2 separate regions of the Oncorhynchus mykiss genome follow, and region 1 is linked to region 2. The links are chromatin contacts, called in public Hi-C maps. All regions are on one chromosome and are shown on one strand. The core of a region is the stretch at or near the end of the contact, and the rest is flanking DNA. Distances in the headings are between cores, read along the strand shown. Region 1 holds the start of LOC110491367 (inositol polyphosphate multikinase). Region 2 holds the start of LOC110491385 (protein phosphatase 1B).

Region 1 (3,936 bases), core at 277-2,776, 210 kb after region 2:
GCAATTATGATAACGTGATTTTCAAACAGATAAGGCCCAATTCCCACAACAGTGTGATTTGTTATTGAGTCTTATTTACACAATGAGACATCAGAGCACTGGAAAGAAAACAAGGGATGGTGGTTGAGGACTCCATATTAGTGTTTCAAAATGACAATCATAAGATAAATGAAATTGCTTTGTGCACAGTGATGGGCAAATATAGCCCAGTATTACTCCTTAGTCCAAGGACCTTACATGCTCTGTTTAAAGGGCAAAGTGGCTCTGAAGACAAAACTGCCAAATACTCCCATCTAAACGTGGAATCGATTCTCAATTGTGGTACGGTTCTAGAAACATAAATCGCTCTACTTTCATATCATATCTAAATAATTTCACAAATGGAAAATACACACTTACTGTACACTGATCTAACCAATTTTAACAAAGTTGCAGCCTACAGTATTTTTCAGTGGCAACACACACGTCTGTGGCCTCTGTCTTTCGTTTACACACAGGTGTAATTAGCACAGGTAGTCCACTCTGTCTTCCGTATGTTTTCTGTAAACAAGCACTGTAACATGGAAATATGGGAACCCTAATAAAGGTGTGTATTGTGATGAATGGGTTCATTCACACTGTCTACTTGTGCGAATACACTAGAGCATGGCAACAGTTATGAACAGGGCCATTTAGCATATAGTCGCATGTCTTTGCTACTTGCCTTCGTCCAATGACTTTTATGTGTAACGGTTCTGAGAGTCATGATCAAGGGCTGGGGCTAATAGAGACCTCCTGCAAATAGAAAACATGAAAGATGCAATAGCAGAAATCGCTCCTCCATTTCCTGGTTGCTAAAATTTGAATAGTTCCCCTAATTTTAGTTTATGTGACAAAACAAATACATGTCTAGAGAATCATCCAAACCTGTAAAAAGAAAAACATTTTCGTAACCAAAAATATTGTGTTTTCAGCTGTAAAAGATGCAAATGTATAAGAAGCAAAAACGAAATTTAAGAGCGGGAAGCATAGAAATAACGTACATAGAACAGATCTACAGCTTCTTAGGCTTGCTTTCAATGAGAATGACAGATCTATAAAACATTTCTATGTGAATTTGGTCAGTCGTACAAAAAGTAAATATTCACAGCTTTAAATTAAATCGAATCATGGTTTTACCTTTCGCTTACTTACCTATAATGCAGGCATCTTCGTTAGGCATTAAACTCGATTAAACGGTTGATAATCTTGTGTTGCAAGATCTTGTGTTGCAATACTGTCAAAATTACCTAGAAAGTGGTTTACACTAGATAGCACAGCCACAAAGTAAAAATTGGCGATATTATAAAAATGTATGAAAACAATAATGTACTTTTTGGTCTTCATTTAAGGTTAGGTTTAATCATACGGTTATTCGTGCGGTTACGGTTAAGATGTGTTGAAATCAGATTTTAAGAAGATAAATTGAAGAAGTGGGTGGGGTTTATGACTTTGTGGCTGTGTTAACGAGTGACGACCCTAGAAAGTTGAGGATCATAGGCAATGTTTTCGACAGTGATGGAAAAGCCACTGCGCTGTAGCTGTTGCCAGAAGTTGATATAATTGCGACAGTAGGGGCAGTGTCGAAAGTGTTGTTAGGTAACGTTAGCTTGCTTGATGGAATAGCCGCCCAGCCACACACATTGGATAATGTTCGAACGTGAAGGTCCTTGCAACTCTTTAAAGACATCGATAGCGTGTCCGACATTATATTGTTTCCCATGCTGTTTTTTTTATTGATAAACAATTTCGGGTCAAGGAGCCTGTACGTCAGATGTGATGTCACTATTAGCAGCCTGTCTTTTAGCATTGTGGGACGTGTAATGTAAGCAGCAAACAACGGGGCTTGTTTGTAATGTATGTGTTTTCCAAATAGCAATCTAAACGGGTCGCGCTATAAGTAGTTTAAAGGAAATTCCACATTTCGCCATTGCGCGCAAATATAGGTCTTGTGTCATCAAAACAGTTTCGGGAGAGCAGTGTGTGTATACGTCTCTCTTGAGGAAGTGGGATGTGGCCAGACTGTATTAATGTTGCCGACCAAGATATGAAACTCATTGTAGCAGTGCTTTTGGAGCCTTGCTACATTTTAAATACTAGGTTAGACTTAGTGCTGAACGCGAGCCCATTTGACGAATTCGATGACACCCCTCGGTGCTCGAAATTGTGTGGGGGGTTGCTCAGATTACCAAACTGATATCAACATGTGAATTAAAGATTACCTATTTTATTTGATTAAAAGCCATTGAATTGTGAATGTCAACTCAACATCAGATAATGGACTCATCTTTAGCTTTGGGAAGACTGGAAATCAATAGACCCATGGTGAACCTGGGGACTTGTCTCTCCGGCTCGGTGAAGGAGAAGACCGCTCAGGGAGGATCGCAGGCGGCGCACCTGAACGGATGTGTTCCGCTCTCCCATCAGGTGGCCGGTCATAAGTATGGCGTTGATAAAGTAGGTCAGTGACTGGACTTATCAAATGTGTTTTCCTTTCGCCAAGGTGCATGTTTATCCACTAGTGAGTGGCGTTTCATTGTGTAATCTTGGTCTGCATGGTGGAATAGCTCTCCTTTGGTTCAATAACAATACTCCAGAAAAGCTGACAGAAGTAGACTACACTGTCTTTCCAGGATAATTTATCTCCAGGACAAGAGTCATGAGCAAGGAAGCCACTGTTATAGGTTTCATCATGTCAGGCAATAACAGAATAGAGCACCTGCTTGAAGCCTTTTGTGTACTTGGGTTGATGCATGTAGTATCAGCTCACTAACTATTGTAATGTAGGAACTGAAATCCAGGGTTGTAATCATTAGCCAAACAGTTAAAACTAGTTTCTATTGGACAAATTCAGGTAGGTCTCTCCCCGTTTTTGTTTTGTGGGGGGGTTCTTCATCACTTCTGATCGTCCACTTAGTTATAGCCTACAGCCTCACCAAGCAAATTGCCAGTGGCTATAACCTAAATCATGAAATAGGCTTTACAAAATCCAATGCTTGAAGTAGACTCCCTTAACTAAAAGTGAACTCTCAAGAGTGGGAAGAACCAATGTATTATTTCTGGCCTGGGAGACAGTGACAGAGCACCAGTGTAAATGGGATTTAATCCTGGTTGTCTCTGCTAAGAGCCTTTCAGTTGAATCCTACACTCAGGTGGGAATAGGTGTCATATTTGTATTTAGGTCACATAAGACTCTTGATACAGCTGACCTCTGAGTTGATTAAACGCTGACACTTGGGAGTGTTTATTTCCTACCATTTCACAATTTCAAGCCATTTCAGTTGTAAGATTCAAGGTGCGCCCGAGGCAGTCAAACTCTGACATATCTCAGAGAGGAGTGTGGTCCACCTCTTTTTCCAACTCTTATCTTATATTAGAGCAGTCTCACACAGTGAGTGTATAGTGTCAGACTTTATAGGTCACTGGTGTTCAGGTGTTTTTCTATAAGATCCATAGTTTTATGACTTCATGTAAAACACAAGTTAACCTTTGCACTTCTCAGTTAGGTATTACAGGTGTCCAAATGGCAATCTGTTTGGCCCTGTCTGGGTTTGCAAAGGTACGGTGTATATTACTATATACAATTTTGTAACTTTCCAATCTGATGAAATCTAGTGGCATTTTTGGGTACTTCAGATTATCCCAGGTGTCTGTAATTATCTCTGGCTCTCTGTGTGGCCTTATCACATGTAAAATAATCAAATAAGATGATTTTAAAATAAACAAATAGAATGACAAAGCTGTAAAACATTATCCTAAATATAAACCATCAACTTAGTGAATAGCAGTGATGTTTAATAAAAGGATATTTCTTGCGGAAACCCTCATCTTTTTTATTTGACTGTCAATTTGTCTTTGTTGTAAATGTTTTGGCACCAAACTAGTGGCAGTTGTGAATAAAGTCAATGGTTGGAAGAG
Region 2 (3,726 bases), core at 1,170-3,669:
GCCAAGAAACACAAGCAATGGACATTAGACTGGTGGAAATCTGTCCTTTGGTCTGATGAGTCCAACCGCCGTGTCTTTGTGAGACACAGAGTAGGTGAACGAATGATCTCCACATGTGGTTCCCACCGTGAAGCATGGAGAAGGTGTGATGGTGCTTTGCTGGTAACACTGTCAGTGATTTATAGGACAATGACCCAACAAACCTCCAGGCTGTGTAAGGTATATTTGACCAAGAGGGAGAGTGATGGAGTGCTGCATCAGATGACCTGGCCTCCACAATCACTCGACTTCAACCCAATTGAGATGGTTTGGGATGATTTGGACCTCAGAGTGAAGGGAAAGCAGGAAACAAGTGCTCAGCATATGTGGGAACTCCTTCAAGACTGGTTGAGAGATTTCCAAGACTGTGCAAAGCTGTCATCAAGGCAAAGGGTGGCTACTTTGAAGAATCTCAAATGTATTTTGATTTAACATTTTTTTTAGTAACTACATGATTCCATCTGTTTTGTTTTGATGTCTTCACTATATTTCCCCAATGTAGAAAAGAGTAAAATAAATAAAGAATAACCCTGGAATGAGTAGGTGTGTCCAAACTGTTGACTGGTTCATCTTACTCTCAGAATGGGTGGAAACCTATCCAGTCGAATTAGATCTTACAGCCCAGCACCAACACACCTGATTAAGCTAACCGAGATCTTGATGGGAGTTCATTAGTGGAACCAATCATGTCTGTTAATGCTGGTCTGAAACTAATACCTGCACACACTGTATCTCTACAGGACCAGGTGAGAAGATAAGTGTCTGTTCAGAGTCTAACATTTTGGTTTCAGAACATTTGGTTACATTCGGCCTGAACACGACCCTGTACTGAACCTTTCATCCTCTCACTCCATTTCCCTGCCTTGTCTCTTCTCGCTATATTCTCCATCTTAGTTCCAGTAGTGATAAAGAGAGGGCTGTGTCAATGCTAAACGTCTGTCCAAGTTCACATAAGTCATCCAACCAAGAGTCACTGCATATTTCTTGTGTTTTTATCTTATTTAACTCTGCATCATTAGGAAAGAGCTTGTAAGTAAGCATTTCACTGTAAGGTCTACACCTGTTGTATTCACTGCATGTGACAAATACATTATTTGAATCACTACTCTGTGTATATCTTTATATACCTGAAGAATAGATAGGGGGTCAGAGTCTAGGTGACCTTACACAATCTGGGTCAGCAGGTGACAGACCTCGCCCACTGCCCCTGTCAAGGGTCACCCCAGAATGCCACACACACCCCACCTGGCCCACTGCTACACCGACGCCAAACCACAGAGGCCCTGCTCTAGCTGTGCAGTAGCAGGGGTTTGTAGCATGGTGAATGGACCAGTCCTGGGTTAAGATTCTACCATTGGTGGGTGAAACTATAAAGCTACATTTATGGTAGCATTCTAAATCACCCAGACTGGCCATCACAGACCACTAGCATTGATTTAGTTAACTAGTTGGATAGTTATCTAACTGTAGTCAATGGTTAACGTCAGTTAGCCAAATGCCAGTATGTGTCGGAGTTAAAAAATATGCGATGCTAATTTAACGCAGCAAAATGTGGAGTGGGGGAGGCGATTATATAATTAACTGTGCTAATAATATTACATTTGATCCGATTAGGTTAAACGCGTTAAACACAACTGCCAACAAACCAAACGATACAGTTAACTGGCAAGGTGTCACCTGAAAAATAGGTGGCTAACGTTAGTTCCTCTAAATTGTTGGCAAAACAATGACATTTCCCAGCCCACGCACGGAATTGGAAAACAATTGATGCACCTTTTAGACCGACGTTGACAGTCAAACGCACGTAGCCAAAAGCAGCTAACGTGCAAGCTAATGTTAGCTGCTACCCAAACTAACGTTACACAACAGCATGCGAGAATCAATAGAGTAGCTATCTCTGCGATAACGTCAGATAGCCTAGCATGGCCTATTAGCATTTTGCTAACGTTAGCAAGCTAACCAACAACGATTGCTCCACCAGCTAAACCTCTTCACTTATACTTACGTTTCCAACTGTAAAACGAATGTAGATGTTTTTGAGGTCCCTGTGTAGTGGGTATTTTCGTGGTGATGTGTCGAGCTAGCTGACGTTCTTGTTGTGTTTCCTTATTTGACAAAACAAAATCGGCGAGTTTGGCCTCAGATGAGTGGCGATAATTCCTTTCTCGGCGGTTCCCTGTTCGGATGGCGTAGGTTTTTACGCATGTTTGATACTAACTAAGTTTGTCACATCAAGCGAAAAAAAATATATATTCTGTACGTTTCTACACAAATATGGGCAGGCAGTAATAGTTAGCTAGCTATAATAGACAACACAGACGAATCTCGCACTTTCGTCCTTTGGGTGCTGAACAAGAGGAGGTGCTATTTTCGATATTCGTTCGCTGATTGGTCATAAATTCTCGAGGACGCTAACACTGATTTGTTGAAATCACTCTCAATCAGTTCTGCCCCCCCGTTCAAATCTGCCGTTTCATTGGTTGTTGTTTGTTCCTCTAACATTCTGACGTTTCGCAAAGTTGCGCTCGTTTTCCCCGATGGCGTGTCCTGAGATCCGCAGATGAGTTTAGGGGTCAGTTACAACAAAACATTAGTTTTTAGTTAAACGAGATTAACAAATGTATAATAAAAAACACACACAACTCCACACTACAAAATCTCCAGTGTTAAAAAAACCACTAAATTAAAACTGAGAGTGCTAAATCAACACAAAGTGTGGAGCCTGTGGACCCATAGATACCGAAACAGTGTTAAATGAACATACTGCTTAGTGTAAAGCCTTATTCAAATACTTCCCAGAATGCCTTGCCTTTTTGGACCCAAGAAGAGTAGCTGTTGCATGTGCAGCAGCTAATGGGATCCTAGTAAACTACATTTCCCGGCATTTGGAGTAAATTTTAGTTACCACGGTTTCCACTAGACAGCACAGCCACAAAGTCAAACTTGCATATGTCGTAAAAAAACGGGGGAAAAAACGAGGTTAGTGTTAAGCATAAGGTTAGAAGCGTGGTTAAGATTATGGTTAACACTAGGGTTAGGTTTAAAATCACATTTTAAGAAGATTCAAGAAGATTTTAGAAGATTTTAAGAAGAACTGTAGAAATAGGTGGGGGTTGTTTATGGCTTTGTGTCTGTGGTAGTTAGTGACGACCACTTACTGTATTTGTTAGTGACAGAGCCATGGTTATTACATTAATTCATTTTCAGTCCTATGAACTTCACCAAGTGAGATCCCAAGCGAAAATGTTATCATAAAAATATATGTTTAACACAATAACATCTGTATTTCATGAGGCCTTATTTTGAGGGCCTAGTTTTTCTTTATGTATTTAACTAGTAAAGTCTGTTATGAACTAATTATTATTTACAATGACAGCCTACCCCAGCCAAACCCTAACAATTGTGCACCACCCTATGGGACTCCCAATCACAGCCAGTTGTGATACAGGAAATCAAACTAGGGTATGTAGTGATGCCTCGAGCACTGAGATGCAGTACCTTAGACCACCTGCGCCATTCTAATCCAGAGGCCTGAAACGCATAAATATCACTTTGAACCAAAACCACACCCATCGTTATCATATTTCCCAGCATGCTCTATTGCAGGTAGATTTTTTGAATTGTTTGTTTCAATAGCTATGTTAAATCCTATCTAATATCTAATTAATCTTACGTTACTCAAATATA

Evidence for each region. Hi-C and Micro-C count contacts between places; a contact is called where the count stands out from the background.
Region 1: a Hi-C map of liver shows a contact between it and region 2, with 4 times the contacts expected there. The contact joins the promoter of LOC110491367 here to the promoter of LOC110491385 in region 2. A contact is called at or near these places in 2 of 3 Hi-C or Micro-C datasets (blood and liver).

What each region holds. Positions count from the first base shown.
Region 1 is chr16:12,543,885-12,547,820 of USDA_OmykA_1.1, forward strand. It overlaps LOC110491367 (inositol polyphosphate multikinase), which reads left to right and starts at 1,527. Exons shown (of 6, transcript XM_036946201.1): 1 at 1,527-2,475.
Region 2 is chr16:12,336,522-12,340,247 of USDA_OmykA_1.1, forward strand. It overlaps LOC110491385 (protein phosphatase 1B), which reads right to left and starts at 2,420. Exons shown (of 8, transcript XM_021564789.2): 1 at 2,045-2,420.